Linked DNA regions of Mus musculus: region 1 is linked to region 2. The links are chromatin contacts, called in public HiChIP or PLAC-seq maps. All regions are on one chromosome and are shown on one strand. Each heading gives the region's core, a stretch centred on a gene start, on an enhancer-like site or on the middle of the called end of the contact. The rest is flanking DNA. Distances are from core to core; before and after follow the strand shown. Region 1 overlaps Mbnl1 (muscleblind like splicing factor 1). Region 2 holds the start of P2ry14 (purinergic receptor P2Y, G-protein coupled, 14).

Evidence for each region. HiChIP or PLAC-seq counts read pairs in DNA pulled down with a chosen protein or histone mark.
Region 1: a contact with region 2 is called in an H3K27ac HiChIP or PLAC-seq map of microglia, with 5 times the contacts expected there. The contact joins the enhancer-like site here to the promoter of P2ry14 in region 2. A contact is called at or near these places in 3 of 39 promoter capture datasets (cranial neural crest, frontonasal cranial neural crest and pre-B cells), 2 of 115 datasets of contacts at active chromatin or transcription factors (large pre-B cells and microglia) and 1 of 9 other capture datasets (macrophages).

The regions. Positions count from the first base shown.
Region 1 is chr3:60,579,230-60,582,599 of GRCm38.p6, forward strand. All of the region lies in intron 2 of Mbnl1 (muscleblind like splicing factor 1), which reads left to right. Among named protein-coding and RNA genes, the nearest start is that of Mbnl1, 80 kb to the left of the region's middle. Within about 2 kb of position 1,717, at least 52 of the 459 cell types and tissues checked have an H3K27ac peak or open chromatin away from gene starts, as enhancers often do. A contact at or near this core is called in macrophages and microglia, where this site is marked.
Region 2 is chr3:59,128,731-59,132,155 of GRCm38.p6, forward strand. P2ry14 (purinergic receptor P2Y, G-protein coupled, 14) reads right to left here and starts at 2,032. Exons shown (of 2, transcript NM_001287124.1): 1 at 1,764-2,032. The coding sequence starts at 1,766. The region is part of intron 15 of Med12l (mediator complex subunit 12-like); the gene reads left to right.

The DNA of each region.
Region 1 (3,370 bases), core at 467-2,966, 1.5 Mb after region 2:
TTTGACCTTGTCATTTGCATTAGAACACTTGCTTCTTTGGACCTTAGACTATCATCAAGGGATCATAACTTTTCATCTAGCTCCAGAAGTCTAGGAGAGCTGACCACCTTGAAGGACTCACTTATTCGCTGCCTTTAGCTCTTGTCGATATTGTTTTGCTTTTATAGCATACTGTTAAGCATGGGCCAGGCATGAGCACCATGACAGTCTCCAAGAAAACACCCTTACACACTTCAGGGCGTTACAGAGTATATGTGAGAGCCAGAAAAGCAAATTGACCAATGAGGTGTTGGCATCGTAATTGGAAGCAATGAGAAATAGCACACAGTTGCACGAGGCGAGCTGAATGTCTGTCCCTTCCCACCCCCACCTCATAGGCTCATAGTAGAGCACATTTTGAAAATTCTGAGGAATTCATTCCAATTCTATTTTGGTAGGCAAGGAAAATTTAGAAAATTGGTAATAAAGTATTGCCAGTCTCTACTGTCATCTCAATGAATCACAAACTTTAGCTTCTTTTACTGAGCATGGATACAAACACAGAATCATTGAGTCCCATAATTTTGTTTTTTAAAAGTGTATCTGTTCGTAATGGAGAGAATTGAAATTTATACGTGGCAGGGGTAGCAAAGTCATTTCTCTTTATAGTATCAGGTTTTAGGAAGCTCCATTCTCCCAAAATATGGCGCTCATTCTCTCTACCAAAGGAGCCATTTCCTGTCAATGTCAAGGGACAAATGGCCAATGGGTGTTGACTGTTGACCAACCAAAACCAGTGCTGGCCTTTAGGCTCTTTCAGTATAGCAGCACAACTATTCATGGCTCTTTTCAGCGCTTCTGATCCTACCTCCTGCTTTAAACTCCAACTCCTGGGCTTCCCTCTTTCAGCTTCCCTCTCTCCCTCTCTGTTCCTCTTGTGGTCTGGACTCTTTCAGATGCCTTTGGCTGTGTCCTTCTTCGTATCTACAATTAAAGTCTTTCCATCAACAACACTTCGGAGTAGTCAAGTCTTTAGTTTATAAATCTAGTGCCTAAACCCTCAGTTTATACATCTGGTCCTGAAAGCTCTGGGTGGGAGCACAAATGGATCCCTCCCTTTCAAGGGGTCTTGCCTTTCCTAAGCAAACGAAGCTGCAGACTTGACTCTCCTAAGATACGCATGTATCTGTTTTGTTTTTATTTATTTAATTCTAGAGTCTTCCTCTTCCTTGCTTCTTCCTTTCACCTTCTGTACTTCTGCTGTGGTATTCGGGGCAGCTCTCTGGCTCCTGGAGCCTGCTTCCCCCTCCTGGGTGCCCTTCACAAATAAAGGCTCTCTCTCCCTCCACCTCCTCAGTCCTCTTCTATTGAGTAAATTTAACTGCAGCACTATCTGCTTTGTCTCTGTTGACTTGCTGGAGCTTACTATTACTATAAAACCATTCTTCTCAGCCTCCTGGGCCCCTGTCATATAGAAAATGGATGCCTCTCCTCTGTGACTGGAGATATCTCTCTCTCTGACAAATCTCTCAGTGCATTTGAGCATGCCCCAGATTGAAGCTCTTGTTGCACAGAACACTTATCCTCTCCCTCACGCCTTTCTCCTTCACTGCATGTTCTCGGCTCCCTCCGAGCTTCCTCCTCTCTGCTAGAAGCTGCCTGCGTGGTCTCTCTCCATAGCTTGCTAGAACCCGTTGTTTCTTCCTTTACCTTCCCTGACCTCTGTGATACAGACATCCTCTGGGGTGGAGTTCCTGTTTGCAGCCCTGTCCCTCCTGTCTGTCAGCTTCCTCCTAATTAGAACCCTCCCTCTGGTGGAGTTCCTGATTTTTCCTTTTTCTCTTTTCCTCTTTGGAGCCAGAGACTGTATGAAGCCATGATGTCTGGCTGAAAAAGGTGACCTTAGTTTAGTGCAGTAGCGCCAAATCAATTTGCAAATTCCCACATATTGTAAAACATTTGCCATCATACAAGCAAATATTCGACAAAAGTCTCTTATCTCTAAGCTTTTTCTACTTTCCACTCTAGAAAATCTTTTATCTCTATGCTTTTTGCTCTTTGCTCTCAAAAATTATTTTAAAACTATTATATAAACTCTGTAAAATTTGGAACAAAAGTTAGCTTAAAATTTGCAACCAAAAGCTAATACGTTAAAAAAAAAAACAAAAAACAAAAAACAAGACTATACCTAGGTAATCTTAATTTTCTCTGTGATACTATATGTGTAGCTCGGATTCAACATGTTTAGGGAAAACACACACACACATACATATGTATGTATATGTGTGTGTATATATATGTATGCATATTGAATATATGAATATGTATGTATATATATTCAACTCTTGTTAAGTAAAATAGATGTTTCTAAATAGTAGCCACCATGTGACTGCACCACCATCTTCTTTAAGATGACCACGTGCTATAAACCAGCTAAGGCAGCACCCATAAAACATTTTAGACCTCTTGAACCCCAAGATTGTCTTTGTGTCTCCTTTTCACACAAAGGAAACAGCTGCAGGTCTTAAAGACATTTTGGATTAGGATGACTCTTTATATGATAATGGAAAGAGTTAAAATTTATACATGGCAGTAATAGCAAAATGACTGTTCTTCACTTTACTCGAGACATTAGAAACAGTAACTCTAGGCTAAGGACCTTAAGGTGAGCCTTAAACAATGCTCTGCTTTAGGAGAGAAAGAGAGAAAAAGGGGGTCTGGAGAGAAAGAGTTGGGGGCTATGTGACTTATTTTATGAAATAAAATTTCACGCATCTTTCTAAGATAAAAAATTTAGAATGCAATTGAAAAATTAGAGTAATATTAAAGGGATAGAAAGTTTAACCATATGAGCCCTTGTACATATTTACACTTTATTTCAAGTGCTGTTTGAAAACTCTAAAGAGGGGTGGGGATGAATGGAAATCTTCTGAAATTCAGCATACTTCTCCTACCTCTGCCCATGAATAAACAACTGTCCTAGAATTTGTATCTTTGCAACCACAAAAGGGCAGAACACCTAATGTTAGTCATTAGTTTTTGAGTAATAAACGTCTGATTTAACTTTTCTTAACCACTTTCTATTTTAGTATGCCCTGGCAAATTACGTAAGAGCCATAATTGGGTGAGCTCTAATGTCTGGGCAAGGAACTCACTTGAGAAGAAGAGAGATCTGTTACAAAAGCAGCAGCTCGGGACATCTCAGTGTCCTGCCAGCACTATGGTATCCCTATGAAAAACAGCTGCTCCAGCTTGGTACAGTAATGTAAGAAAAGCTTCTAGAAGATGCAAACATATTCCTCAGGGTCCACACTTCTGTCAGGGACTTTTTTATGTCATATTTAAGAAGAGAGTGGCTACAGTTTTCTTTTTTAATAGGGTATTACAAATG
Region 2 (3,425 bases), core at 782-3,281:
ACACACACACACACGCGCACGCGCACGCGCACGCACAAGCGCGTACACACACACACATACACACGCACACACACACACACATACACACGCACACACACACTCACGCATGCATGCACACACACGCTTGGTGAGCATGTGAATCAACACACTTAACTCTTGTGTCTATCTTTGTGAATACAGGCCTAACTGTAGAACTCAGGCAGGGAAGGAATAGCTGGATTCTGGAGAGTGCAGGCCACGCAGGGCGGGCTGCACTTGGTGGATCTAGTAGGTAGTTATGGGCTCCCTGTTCTTTGATACAATATTCAGTTTTCTGGAGGAGTTAACATGATTTGTAAGTTGCTACATAAGGTGTCCTTTCTCCTGAGTCTCACATATGACTGTAACTTTCTCAGTTTTGGATTACAGGTTGAGTAATTTTGTGCTGATTTCGCTCTGGCAGTACTGCCTCTCATTTACTGAGTTACTAGTGCAGAGGATGGGAAAAGAAGTAAATTTTTATTGAACAGCTGCTATGGGCAAGATATATAAGCCTTAGGGGTTTTTTTTTTTTTTAATTGTTGATATCTATTTGCTTAAATAGGTACTAGGACAGAGGTGAAGCGGGTTAAAAAGTTAAAAACCCAAACAAATAATGTTATTCAGGATCTCAGCATATCAAGATTTAGCTGTCTATCTGCAAGCTTGCTTCGCCCCCCCCCCCCTTTTTGGGACTCCAATAATATTAACTATTTTCTATAACTCGATTACTGCCCTTATTATGTAAACATCCAGCTAAAGGGCTAGCCAGTTCTGCACAGTCTTGCATTTCTCTCCTATTCATGCATAAATTACATTTTTTATTAGTCATAGTCATTGTATGCTAGAGACAAGGAAATAGATTGGGAGCCGGATGGTTTCTCTGAGTACTAGTCTTGCCCTTTAATTAGACAAGTCACCTTGACTCTGAAACTTGCTAAACTCAGTTTCAGATTGGTAAGACAGAGACATACAGAGATTTTTTTTTCCAGTGTCCCCTGCCTATTCGGAACACCCAGTGACCTGACGATCTGACAGCATGTGTTCCAAGTCTTAAAGGTGGAGGACAGTAACCTATGAGCTCAGTGCATGGACCTGTTAACTAGAAATCCTCCCTGTCATATAAAATCATGACATGCTGTCACAGTGTCTCTTGGCTCTTGTGCACATGACATGAGCTAAAGGCAGAGAAGGGTCTTCTTTATTTTTAGGAAGAGTGGTCATAGGTATTTTATACCCCAACCCATAACAATTTCTTGTGATTAGCTAATATTTTAAAGTTGTCAGGATATAGTAAATACTGAATTTACTTCTTTTAAACTTCCTTCAGCATGAGGGCACGCTGTGGTTGAGTCTCAAAACCTCTCCCTACAGTTGCAAGTTTACAAATTTTCCATCAAATGAGGTTTTTTTTTTTAACCTATCAATCTTTAGGTGGTTGAATAAATAAACTAGAGCTTACCATAAGTATATTTTAGGTTACAAAAATGTTAGTCAGGCTTCATTTAAGTTACTTTACAATTTACAGAAAAGTAGACTATAGATGGAACTTTGTAAGTATCTTCTTCATCCTCGCCACTCGTGAATTGAAACTAAAACCACTCTTTACGTATTTTTTTTTAAGCCTTAGAGGAAGAAATCAGAACTTAAGGATCAAGGAAATGAAAATATAAACCCTAAGACACAAGCACCAGGAGGCCACTCTGATTCCTCTTTCTCTCTTTTGAAATTAGAGTGTGACTTACCATTGCGTCCCCGTCCCCATCCGTAGCCCAGGCATCAGTGTGTCTGGAGGACAGCAGGGACTCCCTTACATGAACTCCTTCACGTCTGGCTTCAGCTCTGCTGGGGTGGCGGCCTTCATGCTCTGTATTTGTTTTCTTTCCTAAGCATTTTAGTTATTGAGCTGCCTTTGCTCCGAGGGTTGCGTCATAACCCAGCTGCACTTGTCCCCTTCACAGGATCAGATAACTCCTTTTAACCCCATCTCTGCTACTGCACACTGCTATTCTGCATCAGCCTGAGAGCTTGCTTAAAAGAGGAACTCCCAATTCCTAGTCCGTGAGCCCACAGAAGAAAATCATGCTTCATTACCTTGCTGAACGTAGGGAAAGTCCAGTCTCACCTATAAATCCAGTGTTCCATTCATCACATAGGAACAATTTCGGAGACTCAAAGTGCAGAAAGCCATCTTACTTTGGGATTACCTGTAGTCTTTGACTCTACCCTGAACTGGATGGAATTTTCCTACTTACCAATTCTTCTGGCCTCCACAGTCCCTGTAGGTAAGATTGGTTCAGCGACTTAGTATAACATCTGACTGGTACTGAGGGAAATGTACTTTGCTTTTTAGCTTGGGCTGTTCATGTTGACAAGCGGGAAGTGCTGCATTAGGGCTCAAACCAAAACATTTAAAGTACCCTCTGAAATGTTGATGGCTCGCCAAATTCCTGAGCATCCAGCAGTACAGATTTCCACCAGCTTTTGGAGGCCGGCTCTAGTTTGTGCTTATATAAGTTGGAGCTGATGTAGATTTGCTAAGGGTTACAGATTGTCAAGGCCTGATCAAGGGTAAACAGCATGAAGGGGTGTGTGAAGAGGGAGAGGAACCCAGCCGGCAGGAGGATGGATTGTTCCCATGTCTAGCCATGACCTTTTGTGTGAAGCTGTAGTAATAATAGCTACAGTGTTCTCTGTTTGGATTCATTTTAAAGTTTTGATTCACATGGTTTTAACTAGCTAAGGTTCCCCCACTCCCCTTTGCTTTATTTTTTCTGGAAAACTGAACATTTATCTGAGAGTAAAGCACACCTGTGTGGGTGTCCACAGGAGCCTTGCCCTGTACTGGCAATGCAGCAACAGATGAGCAGAGAGTGGTTCAAAAGATGCCAGCCCCCTCTTTGGGACACACATGCCCTGTCCTTGTGGGATGCTAATTGTGCCCAGTCTGCACCATCCTTTAGTGGTGCGTAGGGACTTCCGACCTTTCTCCAGTTTATCAGCACAACTCCGGTCTGATTTTGGATAGCACTATTTCCATGTTGGTTTGCTAACTGACCTGTTTCTGAGTATTTAACAAATTGTTCCCATGGATTTTTTTTTTTTTTTTTTTTTTTGCTCTCCAGTTGTACTCTGGATTAACACAATACCACACCATCTCTCTGTACCATTATGCCGAGGTTCCTCCATGTGCTTAAGCCAACTTTGAATGCTTCCACCCAGCACTGGACCTGGAGCATTTTCTCTGGTCTTTCTTAGATTTCTCTCTCTTTTTTTTTTGGTCTCACCATTTTCCCCTCCCGCCCAACTCTGTCTTACCGAATCAAAAGTAAAAGTTCCTCAAACTGTCTCGTATCTCCTAAGCAACTATCAAACTGTTCTTCTAGCATCCTTTGCAGATGCATTAG